2 separate regions of the Mus musculus genome follow, and region 2 is linked to region 1. Evidence: chromatin contacts called from public HiChIP or PLAC-seq data. All regions are on one chromosome and are shown on one strand. The core of a region is the stretch at or near the end of the contact, and the rest is flanking DNA. Distances in the headings are between cores, read along the strand shown. Region 1 has its middle 130 kb from the start of Dtwd1. Region 2 overlaps Atp8b4 (ATPase, class I, type 8B, member 4).

Evidence for each region. HiChIP or PLAC-seq counts read pairs in DNA pulled down with a chosen protein or histone mark.
Region 2: a contact with region 1 is called in a CTCF HiChIP or PLAC-seq map of the NIH/3T3 cell line, with 9 read pairs. The contact joins two enhancer-like sites. A contact is called at or near these places in 1 of 15 datasets of contacts at CTCF or cohesin (the NIH/3T3 cell line) and 1 of 484 Hi-C or Micro-C datasets (nephron progenitors).

Annotation. Positions count from the first base shown.
Region 1 is chr2:126,280,628-126,286,917 of GRCm38.p6, forward strand. No RefSeq gene overlaps it. Among named protein-coding and RNA genes, the nearest start is that of Dtwd1, 130 kb to the left of the region's middle. Within about 2 kb of position 3,669, at least 21 of the 459 cell types and tissues checked have an H3K27ac peak or open chromatin away from gene starts, as enhancers often do. A contact at or near this core is called in the NIH/3T3 cell line, where this site is marked.
Region 2 is chr2:126,425,903-126,432,192 of GRCm38.p6, forward strand. Atp8b4 (ATPase, class I, type 8B, member 4) reads right to left here. Exons shown (of 28, transcript NM_001080944.3): 8 at 1,455-1,525. Among named protein-coding and RNA genes, the nearest start is that of Atp8b4, 63 kb to the right of the region's middle. Within about 2 kb of position 3,564, at least 18 of the 459 cell types and tissues checked have an H3K27ac peak or open chromatin away from gene starts, as enhancers often do. A contact at or near this core is called in the NIH/3T3 cell line, where this site is marked.

The sequences.
Region 1 (6,290 bases), core at 2,419-4,918:
TCCTTCCTGAGGACCTCTTTCCTTGTACCAGAAGGTACCATGTAAGCTTCCAGAGGAGGAAGGCACCCAAGAGTCCTGTTCAGTGGTGATACCTATGAATCACATCAATGGCCAGCATGGCACAATAACCCTAAGGATGCAGTGATGGCACACACACCTTGTCAGTACCCAACAGTTTCCTAGTTGAACTACAGACCTGCTCAATATGATGGAAAGCACGCCTGGTGCTGAAAATGGGCTAACTACTCAGTGCTAGTGAAGCCATAGTTAATGGTGGAGAATCTGCAACCACTAATATACTAATCCATTATTATCCCCTAACAACAATCTGTTAACATGTGTCCTTATAACTCACAGACGAGTATAGTCTTTATCTTTCATTAAAGAAACTTCTCTTTGCACCAGAGAGAGATCACTACAGAAAGCCACAACCACTCAAATTGATTGGTGTGGAGCCCAGTCCCAAATAAATACATCTACACAGCATTCCTGAATTTAAGGCTAAGGGTACATTGCAGAAGAAAGGATGGAAAGATTGTAAAGGGTTAGGGAGTTTGCTCTGAGATTGTGTCTCCTAGTAACACCAGAAGTTGTACCTGTAAAGTCACCAGCATGATGCCCAAACATGAGGGGCTCAATGACGACATCTTTTAACATGCTAAACTGGATGAAGCAAATCCCACAAGGCTTCAACCCTTCAAAAGAACTATATGCAACCCTATGAAAGAATTTAAAAGAGGAAGGCTAGGATCAGGAGAGGTGGCCTTCCCCAGGGAATAACACTCTGGTCCAGTACCAAAGAATCAGCTCTGAAAACATACATTTAAGTAACATTATTTGGACCAAATGGGTTAGCTTTATATTCATATATTAATAGTATATATTAATATGAATATGTTATATATTATATAATTATATTATGCATATACATACATGCATTAAATAACAGTGAGAAAAGAGGCCATGAATTCAAAGGAGAGTGGGGAGCGCTAAACAGAGGAATTTGGAGGGAGGAAGGAGGAAAGAAATGATGTAATTATATTATAATCTCAAAAATAAAATAAAAAAAATGGAGAGGTGAGGTGATTAGAGATGAGAAAAAGAAGAAAGAAATTCTTAATGGACTGGGTCTCAGACACAGATGAATTTTATCAAAGGGCTTGGAGACTGCATTTGAAACTATGTTTTCCAATTTCTTCCAATAACCTTCAATAGAATGCCTTTCTAATTCAGATTGTTTCTTCCAGAGGGTGGGGTTGTTAAATGGACTTCCTTCTGGCAGCTCTTCCCCAGGGTCGCCCTCCATATACACACACCTAGGGTACCCAGCATCAGCATCCCACAGCCTACTTGCTCACCATCAGCATCCCACAGCCCACTCACTCACCATCAGCATCCCACAGCCCGCTCACCATCAGCATCCCACAGCCCACTCACTCACCATCAGCATCCTACAGCCCACTCACTCACCATCAGCATCCCACAGCCTGCTCACCATCAGCATCCTACAGTCCACTCACACTAAGCCAGGAGAGCACATTTCTGTGCATCTGTTTCCATATGTGTTTAGCTCTCTCACACTGGGAACTTAAAATTTGCCAGATGGGAGAATTCATACCATAGAGGGCAAATGATTCAAATCAAGGTTTGCTCCCTTCCCCTGCCTCCAAGAACTGGTTTTCTAGCATACTGCTGCATAAAAAAGACCCTCCCAAACAAAAAACCAAAAATGGTAAAAGAATATCCCTTGAAGCTTGTAGGATTTTTTTTGACTCTTACCATTTAAACCAAATGCTTCTAAAACAATAGAAAGCCAACTCCTTGGTACTTTCAAATGGTAGGTCCACTGTTGTTGCTATAGTTAATGCACTGTGCTGGATGGAATATGTCACCAAAATATTCTAACTAAGAGGTCACAGCATCAACTCTGACAGTCCAATCTTCTTCAAAGACAAAAAGTCGTGTTTGCTCCAGGGCCACACTGCATAGAAAGACTGCAGCACCTGTTCTGCGAACACATGCAGGAGGGAAGACAGGAACAGGGAAGGGAACACTGTTTCATCCAAACCCATCCCCTGTGGTTGTAGTGACAAGTGTTATAAGAATAGAAGAACATCATTACCTTACTATGTGCAATGTGGCACATTTCTATGGCTTAAATATTACTTTTATTATAGCAATATAGCACTCCTATCTAAGAGTCTGGACACCTGTCAAATACTTTAAAATGGGTTTATCATCCTTGGTTTGCCATAAATGCCTTTGAAAACAATAAACTCTTTAATGAGAAAAATACACAAGATTAAAGCCTGCACCCAACTTTCATCAACTTCAAATTAAGATGCCCTTCTTGCAGATAACACCCTATGCTCAGCATTTGAAATTTCCTAGGCATGGGTACTATTCAGGGAACTTTTATTCTGAAATTACCTCAGGAATCCATAACACATTTTGTGTATATTCTTAGTAGCAGCATCTTCGTCCTCAGGGTAGAATAAACTTGGGGAAAAGGACAGCCCATCGCTAAAGATCATTTGGCACTAAAGCTAATGAACACAGTAGGCAATGAAATTGGGCATTGCCTTTTTTGGTAAAAAAAAACAAGTAGAGAGTAGAGGAACAGGGCCCATTTTCTTTCTGACTCATGGGTTGGCTCTGCAGGCAGTTCTAAAAGAGGATTGTTGGAAAGGATTTGGACAGTGTGGCAGTATCATAACTAGTGGCATCTCCTATTCAGTCATATAACAAATATTTATGAGGCAATGAATAGGGAGAAATTGCCCGTTTCCTTTTAGCTGTGTGTATTTGTGATGTCCAGGACATACTTCATGACCATACCTTACAGATAGTTTTTAATCAGGCAACAGATTCTCTCCTTCATGCCTCCTTCAGTCACTGGCCTCTCCCAATATAGCTTTCTCTCTCACACACACATTTTCCATTAAATGCACATCTCACTATAAACATTATGATTTAGCCATATGTGACCTTTAACATTCAATAGATAGATAGATAGATAGATAGATAGATAGATAGATAGATAGATAGATAGATGATAGATAGACAAATAGAGATAGGTATATGATATATATGATTAATATATATCAATCATATAATATATTTCTACCTCTCTAGCTCTATCACTATATACATATATACATGTATATATATATATATATATATATATATATATATATATATACATATATACATGTATATATATATATATATATATATATATATATATATATATATATATATATAGCTTAGAATGACTGCCAGTATAGACTTAGCAGGTCAGTTTTCTTAACTGGGTTGTTGCTTGGTTTTCCTCTCTTTCGTGGTGCTAAGGATCACATGCAGGTCCCGTGCATGCCAGGCAAGCACTCAACCACTGAGTACATCCCCGCTGAGCCCAGGTCTCCTGACTGAAGCTCAGGCTGCCTTCAAGGTTACCCTCTTCACATTTCTACCTCTGAGAGTTAAGATATGAACTGGAACTAGCAGGCTTTTGCCAGCAGAGCTAGCTACACCTAACCACACATGGAAATCATTTTCCACCTTCCGGGGCAAATTGCAAAACCACTGGAATGAAGCAGATGAGGACTGAGGTAGATCAGAAGAGTCAGCCCTAGACACAGGCCAGGCCGTGACGTGCACAGTCATCAGAAAAGTCAGCCCTAGACAAGGGCCGTGACGTGCACAGTCACCAGGAGGAGGCGGTCCCTTTAATCACACAGCTGTAGCAAGGAAAGTGATTTGGTGTGACAATCAGCCAGTTTGTTTTGCTAAAGAAAAGCATGGGACAGAAAAAAAAATGGTAGTAAGGCAGATAGGTTATGACTGCAAGTGGTGGTGGTAGCCAAAGGCTCTACCATTAGGGAGAAGAGGGGGAAGGAAGGAAGGAAGGAAGGAAGGAAGGAAGGAAGGAAGGAAGGAAGGAAGGAAGGAAGGAAGGAGAAATGGAGGGGGGAGGGAAGAGAAGGAGAGGAAAGGAGAGGGAAGGGAAGGTAAAGGAGAGGGAAGGAAGGGAACGGAAGGGAAGGGAAGGTAAGGTAAGGTAAGGTAAGGGAAGGGAAGGGAAGGAAGACTGCTTGCCCAGAAAGACACAATGAATTTTACACCCTCCCCGAAAGTTTCCAATGAACTTGGAATAATAAAGTTTATGAAACCAAACCCACACTACAGATCATTTGAATCCAACATCCTGGGCATGGACTCCATATTTCACTTTGGGTCACTAAGTTTCTAGTGTCTAGCTAGAGTTGAGAGCTAATGATGGCCTCTCATTTCGTGTTAAAGAAGAAGAAATGAAACTTGAGTATTTTATACTGACAACCTGAGAACCAGGCAAAGAAGAGGAGACCAGCAGATAAACAGTGATGGCATAGACATGGGTTGGGTCAAAGAGTTTAGATTGGGTGAACTGGCCATGGCAGAAGTAGATTCTTTAAGTAGTCAAGTTATTTGGCTTCAAGGCATCTCTGAGAGAACCATGCCTACATGTGGACAGGATATGAAGACAATTTTGGCACCATCAGCTGGTAACTCAATCTCTATGAGCCTCAGTATTTTCATCTGTAAAATGGGAATACCAATCACACCTGTCTTGCCAGATGCACATATTCTAGCCAGAGCAGAAAACTAACAAGCAGAAAGTCCTTCTAAGTCATAGTTCCTTAAATAGAATTTCATAACTAAATGTGGAAATCAAGAAAAGTTTGGCTGTGGTAAATGGCTTCTGGATATGCAGCAACCAAAAACTAATTCAAAATCCAATATATAACAGGTTTAAACACTAACCCTTGTTGCATGCATAACTTCACAGTGAGCACTCTACCCTACCTGGCCCTAGCTCCACACAGTACCAACAGTCATTATGGGAAACACACAACCCTCGCTGCAATATGCTGTGTCTTATAGATTTACTGCTTTTGATGTGTGTACAATGCCCTCTGCTCTTACAAGAAGAGAAAAAAAAACCAGCTCAATTCTGGAAAACAAAGACCCGATAATTTTCCTATTCCCATCCTTCAAAATGTATTAAGTTAGTTTTTGTTTGGATTGTACTGTGTTAGAATGGTTGATCTTAAAAACTGCTGTCTGGAAGCCAGCGAGATGGCCAGTGGGTAGAAGTTCTGCTACCAAGCATAACGACCTGTGTCTGCTCCCAGGGGCTCACATCCTGGGAAAAGAAAACAGACTCCTGCAAGATGCTCTCAGACCTACACACATGCATAGTGTCGTGTGCATGGTTTGCATATAGACACAAAAATAATAAGTAAGTGCATAGATAAATAAATGTAATAAATCTTTTAAATGTCTGCTTGAGTGGCTGACTTGAAATTTGATTCTAACATAAATTCGGTTATGCCTGCAGGTATGTCTCAGACATGACGTGAGTGCTGGGAAGAGAGAGTGTTCCGGAAGAGCAGCCCTTGCTCTTAACCACTGAGCCCTGCTGACTTAGTTTTACTGTAAAATGCTAAGTGAATTCAGACTTAGAATTATGGTAGAACTTCTAGCAATCTCTGAAACAGGTCTAACCATCCTTCTCTGTCCTTTCTTATTATATATTTATGTGATACAACATTCACAACAGGTTGTAAGGCAGAGAGTCATCTGAGATGCTCTGCGTGCAGTAAATACCACACTTTCGGCCAAAATTTGATTATTTATGTAAAAATAAACAAGCACACCCATCTTATTAGTATGTAAATTTTATTTAATCTTTAGTAAATGGTAAAATATGTATGTAGATGGATGAATTGTTGCAAGTGACTTTATTATCTACTAACAGTAAGTATACACCCATTTTAAATATTTATACAGGCAAGGTCACCTGAAAGATGACGCACAAGTGAAAAGGGTTTAAGAGGCCCGTCTGTAGGGCACTATGGTTCTCAAGCAGATGTAAAAGCTGAAGCAAAACACGCCTGTGCTGGGGAACTAGAAGATTCCAACAGGAAACAGGTAAGGACGGGGTGGGAGACTCCCTGTGTGTGTGAGGGGAGCGAAGCACGTTTTTGGAAAGCAAGATGGAAAAATATATCACAAGCCAAAAAGATGTTTGTACTGTTTTAACCAGTAATCCCACTCATGGAATTTATCCAAAAGAAATAAATCAAAAGGAGAAAAAGAAGCCGCAGTGTATGAAAAAGATCCATACCATAAAGGACTAGAGGCAGAAGGAGCAGCCAAACTGGGCAACCCTTTGTACATTCATCCTCCCAAGGAAATGGTAAGCGGACTTTCAGGACCTTTGTTTTAGCTCTCTCCTAATTATCAGA
Region 2 (6,290 bases), core at 2,314-4,813, 150 kb after region 1:
CACTTCTTACATATGAATTTAATTTCCTTACTAGCTATAAAGCTATTTTAGTAATTTGTTTCATAGTGAGTGCATGGTCTGTATTTTTTGAGGAATGGTCCATTTCATCTATGTTGTCAAATGTACGTGTGTTCAGCTGATTATAGCAATTTCTCATGATCCAGCTGGCATTTTGGGGGGTATATTGTTGACTCCCCATTTGTTAATGATATCGCTCATCTGTCTCTTCCCTTCCTTCTCTCTGTCTGCCTTGCTTGAGGTTTGCAGATTAATTGATGTTTTCAAAGGATCAACCATGTTCTACTGTTTTACTTGGCCGAGTTTGTGTCAGGTTTGTAGAATTTTGCTCTTGCTTGCATTTAATTTATTTTGCTATTTTCTAGGTTCTCAAGAGAGAGTGGACAATTGATTTGAGGCTAGCTCTCTTTTCAAGTGTATGAATGGTTTCAGTGCTGCTGCTTTTCCTCTTAACACTGCTTTATCTGTGTCTAAACCTGTCCTTCCCAAACCTGGGTTTTACAAGATGAGCTACTCCAGTATCTCCACATGGCAACAACTTGGGAAACACTTGATAAAACTGTGTGCTCTATGTTGCCCAGTTGAGTCCTGCCTTTATTCTTTATCAACTTGAGGAAGTTACCTATCTGTCTGAGCCTTGGCTTCATGGTCTGTATGTAGGTCTCACACAGTACCTACATCAGGACTGCATAACGAATCACCTGAGTTGCACATAAACAGATAAATGGTATCTACACAATGTGAGCTGTGCACATACAGATAGAAGGTGCCTATACAGTGTGAGCTGTGCACATACAGATAGACTGTGCCTATACAGCGTGAGCTGTGCACATACAGATAGACTGTGCCTATACAGTGTGAGCTGTGTGCATACAGGTAGATGGTGCCTATACAGTGTGAGCAGTCAATGGTGTCAGCCAGATAATGGGATCCTCTAAAACAGAACAGCTAAGAGGTTGGTGGCTGGACTCTCAAAGCCAGTGTCAAAGCAGCATCATAGTCATCTCTCTGAGGGGTGTGTGCGCGCGCGCGCGCGCGCGTGTGTGTGTGTGTGTGTGTGTGTGTGTTTGTTGCCTTTTGAAACAGTCTCCATCTTTCTTCTCAGTAGCCTTTACTCCCACTCTCTCATTTTCCTTAGAAAATTAAATTTAAACAAACAAAATCCCCAAAAGGAACATCACCGCAGTGTACTGGTGTAAAATTATTCATGTTCACATACTGAGCCGAGCGTTTCTGAAAGAAAATACGCTGAAGAGACAAGTCAGGGTTTTCCAAATAAATTCAGGAGGAAAATTCAGAATTACTGCCAAGTAAACAACAAAGGACTTTACAACGTAGACTTCTATGTTTTACAAGGAAATGCAGAAGATGCACCTCTGGTCGCTCAGGACGTTTAGGTTAAACAGCCTAAGCAGCCGCTCTGGTTTAGTACTTACCCGTCAAGCTCAGCTGTTTCAACATAACAGAGACCGTGTGGCTCACTGCTCGACAGGAGCAGCAGGTCAGCCTGGTTGAGAAACCAATACAGAGGGACAGGTAAGAATCAGGGTTGTTGAAACCTCTCCTCCATGCATCACCCCTCCTTCATAGCCCTGGCAACACTGAGGAGGGAGGCACCACCTCCCACTCTGTGTGCCCATGCTTTGGGACCATCAGGGTATGAGCAGGTCTCCTGGCAACGTGCAAACTACTAGTGATCTGGGTTGCCAGTTTCGAAAGTCATATATGAATTCTATTTTTCTGGATTTAATAATTTCTTATGAAAAACAGAGATCATTTTCCAATAAATGAGCGAATTAACCCTCCTTGTGTGCTGGTGTCTGAGCCGCTTAAAGCAGGAAAGGAGTCAAGAGGGTGAGAACGCGCGGATAAAACAGAAGGAAAACCAAAGAAAAGAAGAAATGAAAGTAAACAAGAGCAACATGGACGCAAGGCGAAGAGATGAGGAAGCGATGGAAGAGTAAAACACGAGAGAAAGCGGGGCCCACACAGCAATGGGAAAGAGTAAAACACGAGAGAGACAAGAGAAAGTGGGGCCCACTCAAAGAGCGCAGAGGGTGCTCTGGAAAATGACGCTTTAGAAAAGACTTCAACCCAGTTTTGGTTGTGAGCCTAGGCTTTAATGACTGAGCCATCTCCTAGACAGGAAGCCACCAAAATGAACTCTTGCAAGTGGATGGTGACATTGAAGCATAACTCTCCACAGCTGACGGCTGGCGTGAGTGCGGCCGGGAAGGGCTCAGTCCTATTTGAGAGGCAGGTGTCACAGTTTGACCATGCTCCAGTGAGTTCACAGATAACGCAAATTGGGCTTAAGGGGGTTCTATTCATTTTTATTTTTACTTTTTTTATTTTACCTCCCTGAAGGGAGATCATAAGGGTGGAAGGACTGAGAAATGAGTTTGATCAGTGTGCGTGATGTGAAATTTCCAGGGAATCAATAGAAATGTTATATTGGGAAAACAAAACAAAACAAAAAAAGAGCAGTGGTGACCAGTGCTATAAAACCAAGTTTTGAAGGTAATATGTCCCAGTTAGACTCCAAAAAATACTAAAATAAGATCCAAAATTCTGCTACATTTTACTGAATAAAACATCTAAAGATGTCAAAAGGGGGAGGAAGAAAATACATCACAGTTCACTTTTAGAATTCTGGCTGGTTTTGTTTTTTTCTCAAATTAAAATTCTTATTTAAAAATAAATGTAATTCTGGAGGATTCATCTAAAAAGAACTGACCTAAGTTTCAGCAACTTATGAAACTTTAGCCTAACAAACCTCTACGTGTATCTGAAAGGTTGACAGTCCAAGTCTCTAAAATCTTTTATTTAGAAAGACATTATAATGGCTTTATCTTCAAGTCTTAGATTTTAAGTTCAAAATCAACCCACTCAGTTAATTGTCTGGGTTGTTTAAATTATCAAAAACGGGGGGCGGGGGGGACAATGAGAGTTGTTTAAATGAAGGCTCCATGATAGCTCCCAGAGGAACAAACGCCCCTGCATCCTGGTGACTCTCTCAGCTCTGAAGGAATCACCACAGAAGCCAGTCAAGGCAGAAACTGCTTTGTGAGCCCCTCGGTGTGTTCCATGCAAACCCCCTCAGAGAATATGTCCATCTGGGGCCCACTCTTACACTAACGCTCACCTAATCCTGACCCAAAAAAAAAAAAAGAATCTGTGCTGGGGGGTAGATTCGCCTTGATCTCCGGTCATATGTTCCAGTTTCACCATGTCCTGGCAGACGGCATGCTAGCGGTAAAGGTGAATGCCCTTTGGAGCTACGGCTATCATCTTAAGGATAGAAAGATAACTTTAAACACAAGCTAAAATTCCTTATTGTAATAATGCATAATTAGAACTCTTTATGGTGCATGGATAAAGATGCCTGTTGGTATCTGGTGTAGCTTTTCCTCAGAGCTCTGTGTAGATGGTAATGCAATGTCACTGTTCAATATTGAATCTGGCTGTGTTTAATGCTTCCTCTGCAGTAAACCAGGGGCAGAGCCACCTCAACCTCAGACAAGCGACTAAGGTTCCACTGCCACCTAGTGGCTAAGGTCTCTTAACCAGCACTCACCCAACTTAGACTGGAACACGGGAGTACCTTAACCCTCCTGTCTAACTTTCCCTACTCTGTCTCCCTGGAAACCTACCCTCCTACCTCTTCCTAAACCCTCTCATGTCACCTTTGATATCGCTGACCATTCCTCTCCTCACTCACACCCTCTTCTCTTCCCTACTGCTAACATCTTCCTTGGAGGCTTTTTTTAGTTATCATTAAAGAGTGTGTGTGGGAGAACAAGATTGATGGTGTCCATCCAGCAGAGTAAGTTGTGAAAGGCATCTAGCACACAGTTAGAGTTAGACTTTCTAAGGCACTCTGCAATAATCCTGAAAGGGAACGGGCAAAGAATTATAGCAATAGCCTTGCTAGTCCTTGGTCAAGCTTTTGTCAGAGGTGGTGGGCTAGTAGTGTGAGCAAACTACCGAGAGGCCATAGCAGAGACATACAACAGGGAGAGAAAGTGTGATTGTCCAGATGCCTAGCTGGACCAGGCCAACGCCACCTTCCATTATCCCCTAGTCTTTTCTTTTATCAGTTATTGGTGGAAGGATTCAGCTATGACTCCACATAGGAAGCAGCATGCAGCATGCTCCAACACAAACACCTTTCCCCCAGCCTTCCTGGGCAAGAGAAAAACCCGAGCAGATACCCAGTGGAAGCTTAAAGGCAGTATTCCCATCCGAAGAAACTTGAGAATAATCTACTGGATATCTTTGAGGCCTCAGAGCCAAATACATTGTCTCCAGGGTTCATTGGGTGTAAATGTTCGTTAAGTTAAAGAAGAAAAGAAAACACTGAGGAATAGTATCAATCCACAGCCATGAAATTTCTTAAGAACTTATAAAAAACACTCTCATAACTTAATCAATTCATTGCCTATGCAAATCTGTGAGGGAAAAGGGAAAGGGACTCCCCTATATCCAGCAGAGGCCATCAGAGGTCATGGTGAGTGTCAACAACCCACTTGAAGAGCCTGAGACTAGAGTGTTGGCATCATCCTTGAAAATGCTCCAGGATTAAGTTGTGGGACTAGAAAAATGCCACCGCCCTGATCAAGACTAGTACTCTGCTGTGGTGGCCCCTGGGTTCTAGGATGACATCTGTGAGAAACAGAAATGTTTCTCAGACATGCTTTGCTCGGTATGTCTGTTTTGTCTGCTGCTGTTCAGAACATCCAGGTGTGTGAGTGCTGGGATACCAGAGCCATAACAGAGGGAAAGATGCATTTGTGGGGCGATTGTGAGCATCGCTTTGGGAGCTCCCAGGACTTTCTAGACTGCAGAGCTCTTCGTCTTGGCTGTCATGCACATTATCCTTACTCTCAGAACAACATACCAATTCTAAAAACTAGTGTATCATGGGTCAAAGCTCACAATGAAGTCATAAGTGAAAGGGGGTGTGATTACAGATAACATACTAACTCAAACTTTAAAATTTCAGACCAAGCAAGGGTATGTTGAAAAATCATTCACTAAGCACTGGTTATATCATTTTGTTTTGCTTGGCTTTTGTGATCAAATTTTTCAATTAAAAAAATGATTGAAAATAAAACAAGAGTCTAAGAACAGTGCCTAGGAATTCTGGCATTGCAACCATGAGGACCTGAGTTCAGATCTCTAGCAGCCATGAATCCAGGTCGGACCAAGTACCCTGTAGTCCCAATGCTGCAGACCACTGAGACGTGCACACCAGCAGCCTCGCTGAACGACGGCAGGCTCGGGTCCAGTGAAAGACCGTGTCTCAAGGGAAGAAAGAGAAGAATAGAAGAGGACACTTGGTGTCTCCTCCGTGTCTCCAGCGCATCCACCAGCATAGCCAAGCACACCTGCATTCATATGTGTGCACACACACATGCATACACACACACACACACAGGAAAAAAAAACTTGTTTATAAAAGAATGAGAAAAGGGTGGTTGGTAACAGAGAACTCTAATGTGTTTCCAGCAAGCTTGTGAGGTTCTCCTAATGCATGCTGACCTCATTGTGACATGAATTACAACATTTGGAGGTCTAGAATTCAGCTCCAAATTCTGTGCTCTTGAATTAACAGAAGCGGGGGAAGGAGTTAGAGGGGGAAGATGGAAGGGAGGGAGGAAGGGTGAGACAAGGAGGTGTGTTAGTTCTTGTCCAGAATTTACTGATAAACAGGTATAAATGGATTGAAAGTTCTAACTTTGAACAGATAGAGATGCACTAAAACGAAGACACAACAAATCGTTTGATTTCCAATTGCCAGGCCTGGAGTTTCCTATTCAGGAACCCCGACTAAAAGCAACTGTTCTGAGAAAAACAGACTATAGCGCTTGAGGAGTTAGGGTCAGAGTGAGAGCTCCTGATTCAACTCTTGGCTCTCCACTAGCAAGCTATTTGAAGAGAGTCTGCCTTTGTCTTACCGTCTACGAGGTGGAAATAATGAAACAGTCCATAAACTGTCCTCACTGGGTCAAGATGAGCAGTAAGCTAGTTAACCCATAGCAAGTGGATTGTAATATTGGTATGTGGCATAGTCTTAGCCTGTGGTCATTATCTTCATACGTGGGCTTCCTAAGGCCTACTCCAGAATAAAAAGTCCTAAATGGGTCTTTTCTAGAGATCTGTGACTGTCTCTATAGGGACATAAGGCCCACGGGCAGGTCCTGCCTCCAGGCAGCAGGGAACCACACCAGTCCTCTCTGCCAATCACAGCCCTTCATGTGAAAAAGCTT